2 separate regions of the Arabidopsis thaliana genome follow, and region 2 is linked to region 1. A link is a contact called in public capture Hi-C data. All regions are on one chromosome and are shown on one strand. The core of a region is the stretch at or near the end of the contact, and the rest is flanking DNA. Distances in the headings are between cores, read along the strand shown. Region 1 holds the start of AT3G44713. Region 2 holds the start of VPS24.2 (SNF7 family protein).

Region 1 (3,089 bases), core at 411-2,910:
GAAATGCCATGACAACTTATAATGATGATTGCCATAGGACAGAACATAGATGATTCCATTGCTGGCCTGAACCCTTTTTAACTCCCCAAAAATCTCACTCACCCTCTTGACAATCAAGATATGCCACTGCACCTTGCTTCCATTTTGAAGCCACCACCACAAGATCGTTATAGTACCCATTTGTCGGAAGAGATTGTGTTGTTGCTTATTTCCTTCTTTCACCTGTTTGAACTTAAATCTCCAAGACTTAAAGCACTTCCTCTGTTTCCTTCTACTTAGTAGTCTTGTAGGTATGTGAGAATTCATTTGGTGTTCCCAAGAAGACTGCAATACATCCGTCTCAGTTAGAGATATCATGAAAGCTTCTCCATAAGCAACAGCTTGCTCATTAATGTCTTCCACTCTATGGTCTTTAATCCATGTGATTGACTCACAATATTTTTTTGATTTAGAGACATTAGCGCCAATATCAGATTGCAACGCTACCTTATCAACCTCTCCAAGTGTGTCACCTAATTGTTCTAGAACCTGTTTATGTCCCTTCGTAGGAAGAATTGCCCTCTCAAGTGGAGCTTGAAAAATTTGGTGTATGGTAAACACTCTTGCAGTAGATTCTCCAAAGCTAACAAGCAGTCTGCATTTCCTTTTGCGCGCACAAAACCAAAACTTCTCGATTGTCCCACAATGAATTAGATTCCTTTAGTTCTGAAGTAACCTGTAGTTTTGCACTCTTGATTTTCCTACAAGTCACTCTTCTACTCCAATTGTATAACCAGCTATGATCGTTTCGTTTCTCAATTATTCTTTTCTCAAACTTGTATTTCAAGCTTTTGATCCAAGTGCGTAACCAGCCCTGATTGTGTAGTTTCCTAATTCTTCTCTTCTCAGCCTTGTATTTGAACATCCAAGATTTTAATCCTTTCATTTTCTTCTTCGTTTCCAGTCGTTCTTTAAGTGGAGACATTTTATCGAACATCTTGTGTGCAGAACAACTTTTCATTATACTCACTTGTTGAATTCTCCCAACATCACCGTTAACCACATCCATTTTACTGCTCTTCTGAATCTTTGTCTTAATCACTACAGTTTCTAAGTTTTCCACCACTGAATTTATTGCCATAAGTTCGTTGTTCCTCAAATTTTCAGAATCAGAAACAAGTAGCTGTGGACTTAGCAATGTCGCATCATTCTTCGATCCTTTCTCAACTGAGATTTCATCAACTTGATTCAAAGATTTGTCAGTGATCTCCAGAGAATTATGTAATTTCTCCACTGGAATCGTTTCTTGAATCGTGGCCATTGAAGGAGTTGCTTCTTGTGGATCGACCGATGTATTCTTCATCCTCCGGATCTTCGATTCGTCTCTCCTTTCCTTTAAAAATTGATCTTGCTTGGCAAGCAATCTGATTAGTTCCAGATCTTTTCTGTCGCCGAATCTCAGCACCAAACAATCCCTCAAATGTTCCCAAGATCGAAAAAGAATCATCTTCTGTCTCCTATAAAACCACGCCTCAGCTTCTCCTTCGATAAGACTCTGTGCAAGATTCATCTTCTCGTCGTCCGTAAAATTCTCCCAAACAAAGAAATCCTCCAACCATGAAATCCATGATCGCAATTCATGAGTCACACCATTGAAGGTGGGAAATCCCTCAAGACACATTGCGATTGACAAAAATCCCCAACTTTTGAAACCCTAATCTTCTTGCGTTCGATTCGATCCGAGCACACTAACGCACCATTTGATAAGAATGAAACTATGAATCTCTCTTTCTTATCCTTAAAATCCCAATTACAATGAAACAAACCCTAAATCGATAAGCTTGGAGTTACAGTTCTTCAATCTTATCTCCCAAGAACAGAGCACATAAAGCTCTAATCCTCTTTACACATCAATGATCACGCAGGATCCTTTTCTCTCTACTCTCTCTTACTATTTATAAGCTTCTTCACACGTGACTCCAATCTCTCACTTTAGTTCTCACACGTGCCAACTTCTCATGAACGTATCACAATCCGCAATGGTAAGAGGTCATGAGGGGCTCTTACCAATTTTCTAATTTTAAATTTTGAAAATTCTAAAGTTAATGATCTTCATTGAAGCTTTTAAAATTATCATGTCCAATGGTAGGGATCTTTAAGAGATAATTAGGTTCTTCTCAACTTCTTCAACATTTTCGTGGCTATATTGCCTCTCTTATTAACACTCAAAGTAGTTTCTATGTCTAATATCATCGAGTTGTGACTACCGAGTGTTAGTCCATTAATTTGGTGCGTCAAAGGCTAATGTGAATTGTTGTTTATAGAAGTAAGGGCTATATTAATCTATATGCCCAGATAAATCAAAAATTAAGAATATATCATTGTTTTTTGTATTATTAGTTCTCTCTCTATATTTATGTAAGTTGGACGAAAATGCCCTCATCACATATATCAAATTATTTAGCAATGTAATAAAATAGTTATCGATATTCTTATCATCAAATACTTGAGGAATAACATATTATAAATTGATGATTATCTATTAAGTTAACGTGATAATAATATATATACATGTAAGTAAAGAAATATATCATGTTAAAACATATGATATCGCGATAAAAAAAATGTTAAAGAGGTATACAATTAGTAATGTGTTAGATTTATTTTTAATATGCTAAGTTATACAATATATCATATAAACTTTTCAATATTTCTTTTTCTTTCATTCATTATGACATAAAAGTACGGTAAAAATAATTGTAACGTACTAATGTTTCATTTAGCAAAATATCTCACAGTTTTGTTTTGTTAGCATAAAATTTTTGTTAAGTAAATATGTCGATTTCAAAGCTTTGAAAATCAGATTTACATCAAATATGATGTTTTGTTACCAGAAAACAAATAAGAGATAAAAGATCATGTAATCTAGTGATGAGAAAAAAGAATGACACCAAAATTAAACCTAAAAAGATAAATTAATGAGCATATTATTCCTAAACTTTTATCTGATAATTTTGTTGTTATCGCGCGTGGATATGTAACAAAGGATATTTTGTTATTAAATTGAGTCAGATGAAAGAGAACTAAATAAAAAAAAATCATGCATAGAT
Region 2 (3,089 bases), core at 298-2,797, 200 kb before region 1:
AATATCAAATTTCAACCAAATTAAATAGAACCGGACCAAATCAAATCAAGATGAACCAGAACCGGGTTTCATACTCCAAAACTAAAAACTTTACATTCAAGCAAACCAAACAAACACTGAAGCTAAAGCTCAACTTTCTTTAGTGTCTATACAAATCGCACAATCACTGACCAAAAGATCGACCATGCAATAAGAGAGAACGGTTAAGAAAAAAGTCACAAGTATGATCCAGTATATATCAGCTATGATCTAACATTGGCTAGCCGATATCTAATGGCCTCTAGTTCTTCTTCAGCATCAACTCCTTCTACAATTGCATCTTCCTGCAATACATTATACGTTCCCTTTTCAGATTTGATCTCTTCCTCTCTGTAACTATTCCATCTTTTTTCATGTACTTGCAATCATTCAACTGCAAGAGTTCTTACCCCGTGTAAAGTTTCCGCCTTTTGAGCTGGAACATTCATCTTTTGCTTCCTAACTGCTTCCGGGAGCTCAGCTGCAGTCTCTCCTGCTATGGCAGTCAATACCTTATCAACCTCTTCCTCGATCTCCTCTTCAATATCCTCAGAATCTAAGGCATTATCCACAGCATCACTCACAAACTCTTCAATAACCCCAGTCTACATAAATCCACACATTAGAGAAAGATACATATACATAATATGAACAACATAGAGAACGAAACTCAAAAGCGTTTATTAACTACCTTGGTCATCTCTTTGCTAAATGCCTGCATTGTCACAGCAATCTCTGGAGCTTTCATTAGACTATTAACAAGCTTCATAACCTCACCACTCTTCGAAAGATTCCCAACAGTTACCGCAGTAGCTGCAACACAAAAAGAAACGTAAACAACAATCTAAAAAACATATCACATAACAACAATGAAAACCACCAAGTAAAGCTTTTGATCATTACCAATACTCTCCCCAAGATGCATTGAAATAGAATTCACCTGCGCTTTATTCTCGTATAGCCGCTTAACCGTTCTTCTAGAACTCACTATTTCCCTAGCAAGTGCCTTTAAACACACAAAGCAGAGAAACACTTTAAAAACTCCAATTTCTTCCACCATTGAATCAGATTTACTAATAAAGTTTCATACTTTACCTTAGCAGTGACCAAATCATTCCGCTTTACCGAGTCTTTGATAGCTTTATGCACATTTCTTTCTTCTCTCTCAATATCTGAAAGCAAACTCTCACTCAGTATAAACCCTAATCCTCAAACACTAAACCCTAAATCCAAATTATCAAATTGAAGCAATTTCGTACGAAAGGAACATACTTTAATAGTCATTCTCAAAAATTGGATCTTTAATCTAAAACCCTAAACCCATCAATATAAATCATCATATAACTAACTAAATTCCTCAAATTTCGAAACTTTCCTAAGAATCTGATCAAATACAAGAGAAAAAAGCAACAAGAACCTCGAATTTGTCGTTCAATGTCACGGACATCTTATCGTAGCTTTCGTTGCCAATCTCGAAGCTTTTGCTTAGGATCAGACTTCCGCTTAAAGAATCTGATCACTCTCTTCATTTCTTTCTTACTTCTTGAAACTTTTGATTTTGCAATTCCAAAAGCTTTGAACTTTGTATCATTTCAAATTCTGTTTCTTCAGTTCAAAGTTCAAACTTCAAAGAGAGAAGATGAATCCATGAACAATTGACAAAGAGCCCTCAAAGTTTTAAAATTTCACTTTTGAGTACGAATGTTTTCAGTGTTTATAAAATAGGTCAACATTTGGGCTTCTTCGTTTCACCAATAATGAAAGCCCAAATTTGGAGATAGGCATTAAGGCAGGCCCAAATTTATTTTTTCTTACTGACTAAATGTTTTGCTTCCGCTTTATTATGTTCATCACTTTCTTGATTTCTTTCTTTCTGAAATTTTTGATTTTCCAATTCCACAACAGTTTTTTTTTTATTACTTCTATTATATTGTTACTACAATAATATTGAAGATTTTGGATATAAATATAGTGAATCCAAAATGTTTAGTTCTTACAAAGAAAAAATAAGAGTTCGTGCATATTGTTCATTTGTAGCTTTTGATTGACTCAATTATTAAAGCTAAACTAGTACCTCTCTTCAAAATTTCTTAGCCAAAATTTCAGTGTTAATTTTTGTTTAAAAAACATAAATAATTGATACTTTTCACGAAATTGGATTCTTCTCAATTGAAAATAAATAAACGCCTTGAATTATCGGTCCGGTTAAACATTGTATATCTCTTGATTCGTGCATATATCAAGAGATATACAATGTTGATTGTTCATTTGTAGCTTTTGATTGACTCAATTATTAAAGCTAAACTAGTACCTCTCTTCAAAATTTCTTAGCCAAAATTTCAGTGTTAATTTTTGTTTAAAAAACATAAATAATTGATACTTTTCACGAAATTGGATTCTTCTCAATTGAAAATAAATAAACGCCTTGAATTATCGGTCCGGTTTGGTTTTTAACCGAAACCCAACCGACCTGGGTTGAGAAAAATCATAACCAAATAGTTTGAGTCTAAGCCTGGATTTGGTTTGAGTCGGTTTGAGTTCGGTTGGTTCGGTAAAATATCCACCCCTAATTTATATGATGGACTAGTATTTCAAGATTATGTTACAACCTTTCTTTTTTCATAATCATTTTTATTATGAAATCAAATGAGGAGAAGTTTAAGCTTTTTTACACTGTTTAAGATTTTGTTTTTATGGCGGCAGTTTGATTACACTGTTTTTGAATTAGTCATTGTCAACAAGAAAAAGGAGCCATCGGGTCATTGCTTTATTTATTTTTAGTAACGTCATCATTGATTTGTTAATTATTATCAACTTTAATAAACAAATCATTATGTAACAACTATGGAGCAATCATTGGCGACTGTTGTTTGTTTGTTTTTTGTTGAAGGAATTATTGAAAATGTAATAGCCATTCAAGACTTTGTGGCTCTTTCTCCAACTATTCGTTTCCACTATTCTAGGAATGATCGAGTAACTAACTATTCACATTACCGAAATATGTATTGTAAATTTTAATGATCACTTTAAATTACTATTATCCTTGCATATTGACTTTGTCGACAATGTTC

What was found. Capture Hi-C pulls out chosen DNA fragments and counts their contacts.
Region 2: a capture Hi-C map of seedling shows a contact between it and region 1, with 2.1 times the contacts expected there.

Annotation. Positions count from the first base shown.
Region 1 is chr3:16,258,776-16,261,864 of TAIR10.1, reverse strand. AT3G44713 reads right to left here and starts at 1,660. Exons shown (of 3, transcript NM_148838.1): 1 at 716-1,660; 2 at 103-540. The coding sequence starts at 1,660.
Region 2 is chr3:16,458,561-16,461,649 of TAIR10.1, reverse strand. It overlaps VPS24.2 (SNF7 family protein), which reads right to left and starts at 1,547. Exons shown (of 6, transcript NM_001161193.1): 1 at 1,436-1,547; 2 at 1,114-1,190; 3 at 922-1,024; 4 at 710-831; 5 at 429-623; 6 at 243-323. The coding sequence starts at 943. The coding sequence ends at 243.